Linked DNA regions of Sus scrofa: all the other regions are linked to region 2. Evidence: chromatin contacts called from public Hi-C data. All regions are on one chromosome and are shown on one strand. Each heading gives the region's core, a stretch centred on a gene start, on an enhancer-like site or on the middle of the called end of the contact. The rest is flanking DNA. Distances are from core to core; before and after follow the strand shown.

Region 1 (2,997 bases), core at 446-2,945, 100 kb before region 2:
ATCAAGCGATTGTCTAAATAGGCCTTAAAGCAGCCTCCCTCCTTCCCAAAAGGGAATAAACTACCCACTGGGGTTGTAGACAGCAGAGTCTGAAACGGCCACAGTGTTGCAGGAAGGCGCTATAGCTCTTCTCCTTCAAGTTACTCAACAGTTACTTTGCAATCCTGTTAAAGCCAGGAAAGGGTGCAGTGAACCAAGAAGTGACTGGGCCTCTCAATTACCCAGCGGAGAGAGCCGCCGGTCTCCAGGACCTGGGACTTCCCAGGAACCTTCTCCCCACACCGGCTGGGTGGGGCCACAGACAACAACCCCAGCGCTCACCCTGCCCCCAACTCAACACAGCCGGCAACGTGGTCCAGCGGGGTTCTCGGTCTCCGTTTGAGACGCCGGGGCTCTGGGAGAGCTGGGAGGGGGGGGTGCAGTCCTGCCCTGGGCGCGGCCCCAGGACAGCAAGGGGTGAGCACCCAGCCCAGGGAAATTGACGGGGTGGGGGTGGGGGATAAGTAGAAAGCCCTGGATCTGGCCCAAACAGGGACGATGCAACAGCCCAGGCCAGGTCGTGAAGGAGCTGGGAGCAGCTCTCCCCGCCCCCGCCCCGGTGGGTCGGCCCGCAGGTGCGGTGGAATCAGGTGCGCGCCGGGACCTCGGAGATGGCTGCGGGCCTTCCCGGGCCTGTCTCTCCCGGGGATAAGTCAAAGGATGAGGGTCAGCGGGGGAAAGGCAAGTCTTTCCTTCCTCGAGCCCGGATCCCCGCCAGGTCCCTCTTCCCGGTGCACCCACCCGCACCTCGCCCGGTCCCCCTCCTCCCCCTGCCGATCACAGACGGGCAAATAAGGAAGTCGGTAGCGGAGGGCGGAAACTGAGCGGAGCTCAATGTCTGCTGCAGGATTGTCCGATTCTGAGTCAGTAGGACGCCCTGACAGCTGCCAAACGGTCCCTGTCTGTCCGTTACCTCGGTTTCGAAAACGCCTGGAAACTTCCAAAGAAGCCCGGGCTCCAAGACCCCCCTCCCTACTCTCACCCACGCGGCTGGGTCCGAGGCACAGAGGCTCCCGGAAGGGGTTAAAAAGTTTGCCTAACTTGGGCACTGGGCGAGGCGAGGGCGGGGCCCGTGCCCCGGCAGCTGGGGTAGGTCGAGGCTGCCGGGTGCCCGGCAGGCGGAGTGCGCCGACGGGAGAGTGGAGAGGATTGGGGGTTTCCGGGGAGCGCCCGGCCCCGAAGACTTCCTCTGCTCCCGAGGCCTCGCTTCCAGGGGCGCCGTCCCCTAGCGCCCGCGCAAGGGTCCCGGACCCTCTCCGCGAAGGATGCAGTGCCCCGGCCGGGCCCCGCAGCGTTCGTGCCCGCCCAAGTCGGTCACTGGCCGCGAGGCGGCCGAGAACCACAGGTCTGCCGGCTTGCTCCAGACGCCGCGCTTCCCGTCGCCCCCGCCCCCGCCCGCCTGCCCGGGCGGGACCCGCCGGTGGGGCTAGCTCACCTGAACCTGGATCTGCCCGAGGGAACTGAAGCTGCTTCTCCCGAGAGGGCTTTCTCTAGAGCTCAGGCGACAGTGGAGTGGGGCGAGCGCGCGAGGCGGGAGCTGCAGCAGGTCAGCCTCGCTCAGACTTCGGTGCCCTGCCCAGGAACCGCGGTGATCTGCGCGCCTCACCGCACCCTGCTCAGCTCCTCGCCTCCTTCCCGCCCCGCCCTCGCAGTGCCCGCCCATTCGGAGCCCAGCGCCGGCTGTGGGGCGGAGCCTGGAGGGACGTACACGCCCCCCAGGCTGTTGCACCCACTCCAGCCCGCTTGTGGTTAAGATGGACAGGCACCTGGACCTGTAAGAAGGAGGCGGGAGGAGCCTGTGGGGCCAGAGGGGTGGGATTCATCCTCCCCATCCGCCCCCACCTCCGCCTTCTGCACCTTCCCCCGCGCTTCCTAGGCGCGAGCCCCGCCCCCTAGGGCGGAACCAAAGAGCATCCAGGTTCCAGGAACCGGATTGACACAGTGAGAGTCCAATCAGGAGGAGGAGACTCTCAGCGGGCTCCAGGCCGGGATTTTGGTGCACTGCCCGAGCCAGGGCGAGGTGGGGCGGGAGGAGGCTGGGAAGGTCCGGGATTCTGACACCCCGCCCCGCGAGCTGATTTCCGTGACCCATGTCATCCTACCAGAACACATATGAAGTACCATATATGGGAAAAGTGCTGTTTTACAATTAAGATGGCCTGTGGGGGCGGACATGGACTCAGCCCTGGATCCGTTGTGGGAGCCCTGAGTTCGATCCCTGACCCTCTTTTTAGAGTGGGCCGGGAGTCTTTCAGCCTCCAGACCGTTGCTCAAACGGGTTCCCTCAGCCTGGAGTGCTGCTCTTTACCTCTATCTTCCTTTCAGATATTTTTGCAAAATGTTTTCTTAGGTTTTTTTCCTAGGTAGGCAAAGCACACTTTGTTTTTTTTTCGGTTTCTGCCTACAAGAGGATTAAATTTTTTAATTTTTAAAAGAATTGTTTACATTTTTAATCCATTTGGAATTCATTCTGATTTTGAAGTGGGAAAGAAATCTAACATAATTTTTGTGATAGCCAGCTGTCCACACACCATCACCACCTACCGAACTCATATATTCTTGGATCTATTTCTGAGGTGTATCCATTGATCTTTCTGTGTGTTCCTGTGCCAGTTCCACAATGCTTTAAGGATGGTAGCTTCATAATACATTATATATCTAAAGGGGCAAATTTCTCATTACTCTTTCTTTTTGGAATGTTCTTCCGATCATGACTAAACTATTCTTCCAAATGAACTTCAAAAGAAGTGCGATCTAAAGTCAAGAGAAAACTGGAAAACAGATTTTGCAACTCTGTGACAAAGAATTATTATCAATGATGTGTAAAGAACTCTTCTACGGCCATTAAAAAATAAATAAGTAAATAACTCCAAAATAAAAATGACCGAAAAGAAAAAGATGACTTAAAAAGAAGAAGTAAGGAGTTCCTGTCGTGGCTCAGTGGTTAACGGATCCGGC
Region 2 (2,950 bases), core at 176-2,675:
CTGCTGAGCCACAACGGGAACTCCTACTAGTCGGTTTCCTACCAAACTACACTAATCTTTGAGATAAGGGATTCGGTCTCACCGATCTCTATGTGAGAAGCATCAAACATAGTACTGAGACATAGCAGGTGCTCAATAAATACCAGAACAAGTGACACCCAGTCTTCTACTGACCCCCCCAGGACTCACTGTGCATGGAAATCCACAACCACTGGCGTCTCACTGTTGACAACTCGGTCTTGAAAGTCAGGTCCATCCTGGATGTTAAAGGTTGTTGTACAGACCTGGGTAGTGTATAATGACCGGGCTTGGCTGGGTGTTCCTGTCAGGTTACTAAGGCTGAGCTGTGGGGTCTGCAGGGCTCTGGAAGCGAGGGGTGCCCACCGACTATGAGAGGGCTTCCTGGAGACTACAGAGGCCAGGAACCTCCTCAGGAGAAGACGCTGAGCCATCTGTGAAGGGAAGAGGTAGGAAGAGTAGGGGCAAAGAACAGGAAGTCAACACACCAGAAATCAGAAAGGTATGTGGGAGTACCAGGGGGCTCAAGATGCAGGGCCAGAAACAAAATGTTGGGAAATAATACATAAGACTTCTGGAGGAAAAGTGAGTAAAGAATGAGAATCAAGGGGAAAAAGGAATCGAAAACCAGGATGGGAAAACTAGGTCGACAACCCAAAAAGCAGGATATTGGTGAAATTACAACAGACGGAAGGGGGGAAGGAATCAATATTTATGGAGCACCTGCTAAGAGATAGGTATCTTACAGGCATTAGAGTCCTCCCAGATCAACGATGAAGAAGTTTCTACTGTACTACTGCTCATATTATAGATAAGGACTTAGAAGCTCAAGCAAATTGTGACATATCCAAAGCAACCCAATTATTAAAGGAGAGTCGACACTAGAGCCCACGACAGTCTGAAAAGTCCTTACTCTATCGATTACTCTTTTAAAAGGAGTTTTAATGGGAAATTAAAGACAAAGGAGAGTTGTCAAAGGTTCAGGAAAGAAGACAAGCAACAATTCAAATAGGAACGAAGTGACACGGGAGCAGGTGGGGGGGGAATTAATAAAGAAGGGACGTGTGTGTGGAAGGAACTGGGAACCCCGGCTCCCCGAATGGCAAGTTCCTCCCACCCAGGGTTTCTGCCCGCTCGGCCATCGGCCTGCATGGGAACGCGCCTGCAGAGGCGCCTCAGCCGCGATACCACTTCGAACCATCCCCACAGGGCCCCTACCTCCCAGCAACGAGAGCGAAGCGACGCACAGCACGGCCCGCCCCACCGGTCAAGGGCACTTCTGTCGTCACTTCCTGAGGGGCGGGCCTTAGCGTCACTTCCGGGAAAGGCAACCTGAGCAAGTCCTCAACTAGAGGGCAGGCACGGGCGGAGCCTCCGTTAGGGACCGGAAGAGAAGCGTTCTTGAAAAGAGACACCGGAAGATGGGCGGGCTCTTAGGGGAGGAACCGGAAGAGGGGCGGATCATTGGGGAGGGACAGGAAGAGGCCGGAGGGCTCCGGAGGAGGGTCCGGAAGAGGAGGGGAAGGAGGCGGGAGTGCCAGGGAGGGGGGGGGGCGGAGAGAAGGGCGGTGGGGAGGCGTGGTCCTCGAGTTTGCAAACACTTGCTGACCAGCATGTCCACCCTTTTGTCTCATTGTCCTAATGTCGCTTCGAAGCAAAAGACTTCAGTTGGGAGTCCAGAGAACGCTGACTCGTATTTGTCATATGTGACTGTATAACTTCGTGGTTTCGAGCAAGTCTTCCTGCCCTTGGGGACTTCAGTTTCCCAAAATGTGACATGAAAAGCTCAGCTTGTCTTCCACCCTTGTCTCTTTGGGATTGCTGAGAAACTGGGCCCAGACAAGATGCCAACTGGTAGTGATACTTGGAGGGCCTGCCTCTGAGGCCCCAGGCAAAGTGTGATGATCCCTGAATCTACCTGGGCCTGGGCCTTCCTTTCTCACCCATTGTCGCTGTCATGGACAACAGGAGTCTAGGCATTTGTGTGTCTCAGGCTGGTCTCACAGCCACCCCTTGTCTCCCTTGCACCCTTTACCTATGTTAGAGCAGGAAAGGGCTGTGGGGTTTCAGAGCAGAAATAGAGGCAGAGAGTCCAGAGCGTTGAGGCTTCAAGTAGGTTTACTGAACAGAAGATGGCCAGAAGCACTGAGAGAAAGCACAGGCTCCCTGGTATTAGCGGGGGAATAGGTTTTATAGAGGCTTGTGGCTAAAGTAACCAGTGTCAGGGCTGGCATCAGGCTACATGGGAGGGGTAGGAGGAGAGGTGAGGGGTTGTAACAATGTTCCATGATATGGTGGGAACTGAAGATTAGCAAAGACAAAATGCAGTTAGGGCAGTCATCATTCCAGAACAGGCTGCTCTTGGTTGAACAAGATAAGGGAGTCGGCAGTTTGAGGGATTAAATCTGGCTCTAAGACCTTACAACCACTCATAACTTCTTATGGTTCTATGAATAAATCAATGCTTCTCCCTCCTCCCTGCCTTTGCTTAACTTGAAAGCCTTTTTTCTATGTCCACTCGGTAGAACACCTACTCATACTTCTTGAGCAGCATTAATTGCCTTTTTCTCTCTGGTGCTTTGTCCATAACACACTGCACAGTGTCTGTCTCTCCCGTGAGACCATATGCTCCCTGAGCATAGGGATCTCCAGCTTTTACACATGTCCATACACCCAGCACCAACCTGATACAACCTGGCTCACCAAGGATGTTCCATAGATGCTTATTAAGCTGAGTGTATTTTTCCTCTTCTTTTTTTTTTTTTTTTTTTGGCCACACCTGCAGCATGCAGAAGTTCCCAGGCCAAGGTCAGGAAGCAGGTAAATTGGCAGAGCCCCATCTCACACTTTCACTTCAATCTACACTCCAGCTAGTGGGAATCACAGTTCCATAGTTTGCTTAAATGTCTCTCCCATCCCTGCACTTTGTAGT
Region 3 (2,916 bases), core at 277-2,776, 120 kb before region 2:
CTGGGACTTGTTTCCATTAGCAGTATTCCAACCCGAGCCTGTGTTGATGCTGAGCAGATAAGAAAACCAGACCATTGACAGGCCAGAGAGGAATTTAGCACCAGAGCTCCAGAACCCCCCCTTTGCCCTTCCCTCCTTAAGAGGCCTCCTGGAGGGGCTTCCCAGGGCTCCTGAGAGCCCCAGGGTGCACCTGGGTGCAGGGCCTGCACCCAAGGAACACAGACCATCAAAACTGACACCAGAATTTAGAGCAGGCGGTGGGGCGGCGGGCGGGCGGGGCAGGAGCCAGAGAGGAGGCTGGCGGAGGGGGATGTGTGCAGCTGCTCACTCGGTATCTTATCAGCCCCTCGGAGGAATGTGGACTTTATTTTAGGGATGGGGGTGGGGGTTGGGGGTGACATCATTGGATTTGTATTTTAAAAAGATCACCCTCCCTGACCTCAATTTAGGGGGGCAACCAGAAGTCGGCAGTTGGAAAGTACCCCGCATCAGCCAGGAGGGGGCTTCCAGTCCCACGACAGGGCTACCGAGAAAGAGGTCACCCGCCACAAGAGAGGCACAAAGGCAGGCACAGACTTCAACCTCGGAGCTACTATCAGAACAGCCCCCCTCAGTCATGTCCTCCTAAGTGAGAAGGGACCCAGCATCCCAGGAACACTCCAGCACAGATCTGCATCCTGTGTCATGGGGACCAAAGTGCCCGCTGGGCCTCCACGAAGACACCATCCTGACCTTAGGGCCACAAGGCACAGTCCTTTTTGGGGGGCGGGGGGAGTTCCCAGGCTAGGGGTCTAACTGGAGCTGCAACTGCTGGCCCACGCCACAGCCACACCAGATCCTTAACCCACTGAGCAAGGCCAGGGATCAAACCAATGTCCTCATGGGTTCGTTACCACTGAGCCACAACGGGAACTCCCCACCAGGTAGGGTCTTAAAGAATCAGCTCACGGGGCAGGAAGCAGTTAAGAGTTGCAACACGGCTCTGCTATTCAAGAATTCTACCATAGGCAGCATGATGGTCCCTCCCACCTAAAGAGAAAGACCCCAGGGCCTTCCCTCAACAAGGCCTCCAACTACCTTTCCAGCCCCACTTCTCGTCCCCTGCCGGACACTCTCATTCTGGCCTCGGCTCCCCAGGGGACAGTCTTGGCTCCATCACAATCCCCACTCACCCAGGCAGCCTTTCCTAACACCCAGTGCGTTATCCCTCTCGCCCTCTCCGCCCGCAGGCCTGCTCCAGCACAGTCTGCCTGTCCCAGAACCACAGCCCTCTCTGCTTGTCCCCAAGGGCCCTAGAACTTCCTGAAGGCGAGGATGGGCCCTCTACTCCACACTCAGAGAGGGTCAGGAGCCTCCGCCCGTGCGTGTGGAAGTGAACTAGACTGTTGAGGACGCCTGGGTTCGCAGCTCGCATTGTGTCCTCGGGAAGCCGGCCGTCCAGGAGAGCAGCTGCTCCCTCCTAGGCCCTCCTGTCTGGTGTCAGGCACATCAGCAATGCAGCTCTCAGCAATGCAGCTCTCTTTTACAGGGAAGAGGCCAGGCAGGCAGCCGCTGGCTGGACCTATGGCTCAGTCGTCTGTCTGCGCTGGACCTTGACTTTGCTTTTAATTGGCTCAATATTTGTGCAGTGAGATCACACATGTGCCTCACCTACTTGGTAAGGAGCTTCTACTCAGCTGCCCAAGAGAAAGTGCAGGGAAGTCTTTTCAGAAATGGGGGTGGGGCCCCCCTCCCAAGCAGTCAGGTACAGATTATCACTCCCCCACCCCACCCCCCCATGCACTCCAGGTTTCACAAGGGTGACAGAACTGCTTGGCTTCCTTCCCGTCAGGAACTGCACACTGAACACATCACCGTGCCCTCCCGCAGAGAGCACCCCCCCCCGCCCCCACCCCCGCCCCAGCCTAGCAGAGCTTCACACACGAGAACCTTCGGATTCCTGCAGTGAAGTTATTCCTTCCCTTCGGTTCTGCTGATAGGACAGTTTTTCTTTCCCCAAGCATGTGAACACAGTTTGCTGAGACCCAACGCAGAAAAATAACCATACTGAGAAGATTTAATTATACAGCCGCTGTCTCTATGGGAAAGTGCAACAGGCTGGTTTCCTGAGTCCACAGCACGGTGGCCGAGAAACCAATCCGGGGTCAGAAATGAAAGACAATTATGAAGACCACTCAGCCCGGGACCCACCGGGCCTTTGGCAGCTGGTTATTCTGAGTAACGTTTAAATGATCCAAAAAACAAACAAAATCCCTGAGTATCGTAGCCACTACCACCAACAGCCATCTCGATCCCATTCCTGCTGGGCTGAGAGCTTAAGGCCATCATGGGCCCGCCTGCGTAGGGACTGAGCAATACATTATGACCTGAAAACATGGGGAAGGTTCCAGTCTCCCCAAAATTCCAAACTTCAAGGACCACGCCCAGCAGACTCTCTGCCACCCATTCTTCAAGGGCCTAAGGTTAAGCCCAGTAATCCTGCATCTTATTTTCCAAACCCAAGTGACAGACTCTCTTTAGCAGACAAGGCAGGAAAGGCCCAGAATGGGCTGAGCCTTCTCTGTGGCCACCCAGGATCATATATGATCACGGTTCTCAGTCTTCTCAGTCCCCCTTCCAGCTAAAGCTGATGTACACTAATGTCCGTTTTGTTTCTAAGAGACGCAGGACTGGCCAGAAGGTCAACGATCTTCCTGGATTGATCGAGCAGTCATTTAAGTCGACTCTGAAAGGGAGAGAGACCTGCCAAGTGGTGATAACTTATTCATGACCTTTTCGGAAGGCGTCTTAGAAAGAGGCAGACTTAGGAGGCAGCCAGACTGGCCTGGAAGCTGCAGACCCACCACTTTACTAAGAGAACAGGGACCCTGGGGCCTGGGCTTCTCCATCTGTAAAACGGGGATGCTGCCAGCTGCC

Evidence for each region. Hi-C and Micro-C count contacts between places; a contact is called where the count stands out from the background.
Region 1: a Hi-C map of liver shows a contact between it and region 2, with 4 times the contacts expected there. The contact joins the promoter of MYH9 here to the promoter of TXN2 in region 2. A contact is called at or near these places in 3 of 5 promoter capture datasets (fetal liver, fetal skeletal muscle and liver), 20 of 47 Hi-C or Micro-C datasets (alveolar macrophages, blood, embryonic fibroblasts and 12 more) and 2 of 2 datasets of contacts at active chromatin or transcription factors (alveolar macrophages and skeletal muscle).
Region 3: a contact with region 2 is called in a Hi-C map of liver, with 2.8 times the contacts expected there. The contact joins the enhancer-like site here to the promoter of TXN2 in region 2. A contact is called at or near these places in 16 of 47 Hi-C or Micro-C datasets (adipocytes, blood, embryonic fibroblasts and 10 more) and 2 of 2 datasets of contacts at active chromatin or transcription factors (alveolar macrophages and skeletal muscle).

Annotation. Positions count from the first base shown.
Region 1 is chr5:11,364,301-11,367,297 of Sscrofa11.1, reverse strand. MYH9 (myosin-9) reads right to left here and starts at 1,695. Exons shown (of 45, transcript XM_021091538.1): 1 at 1,475-1,695.
Region 2 is chr5:11,262,945-11,265,894 of Sscrofa11.1, reverse strand. It overlaps TXN2 (thioredoxin 2), which reads right to left and starts at 1,425. Exons shown (of 4, transcript NM_001243705.1): 1 at 1,237-1,425; 2 at 190-452. The coding sequence starts at 452.
Region 3 is chr5:11,384,686-11,387,601 of Sscrofa11.1, reverse strand. The region is part of intron 1 of MYH9 (myosin-9); the gene reads right to left. Among named protein-coding and RNA genes, the nearest start is that of MYH9, 21 kb to the right of the region's middle. Within about 2 kb of position 1,526, at least 37 of the 83 cell types and tissues checked have an H3K27ac peak or open chromatin away from gene starts, as enhancers often do. A contact at or near this core is called in fetal liver, liver, mesenteric adipose tissue and 1 more, where this site is marked.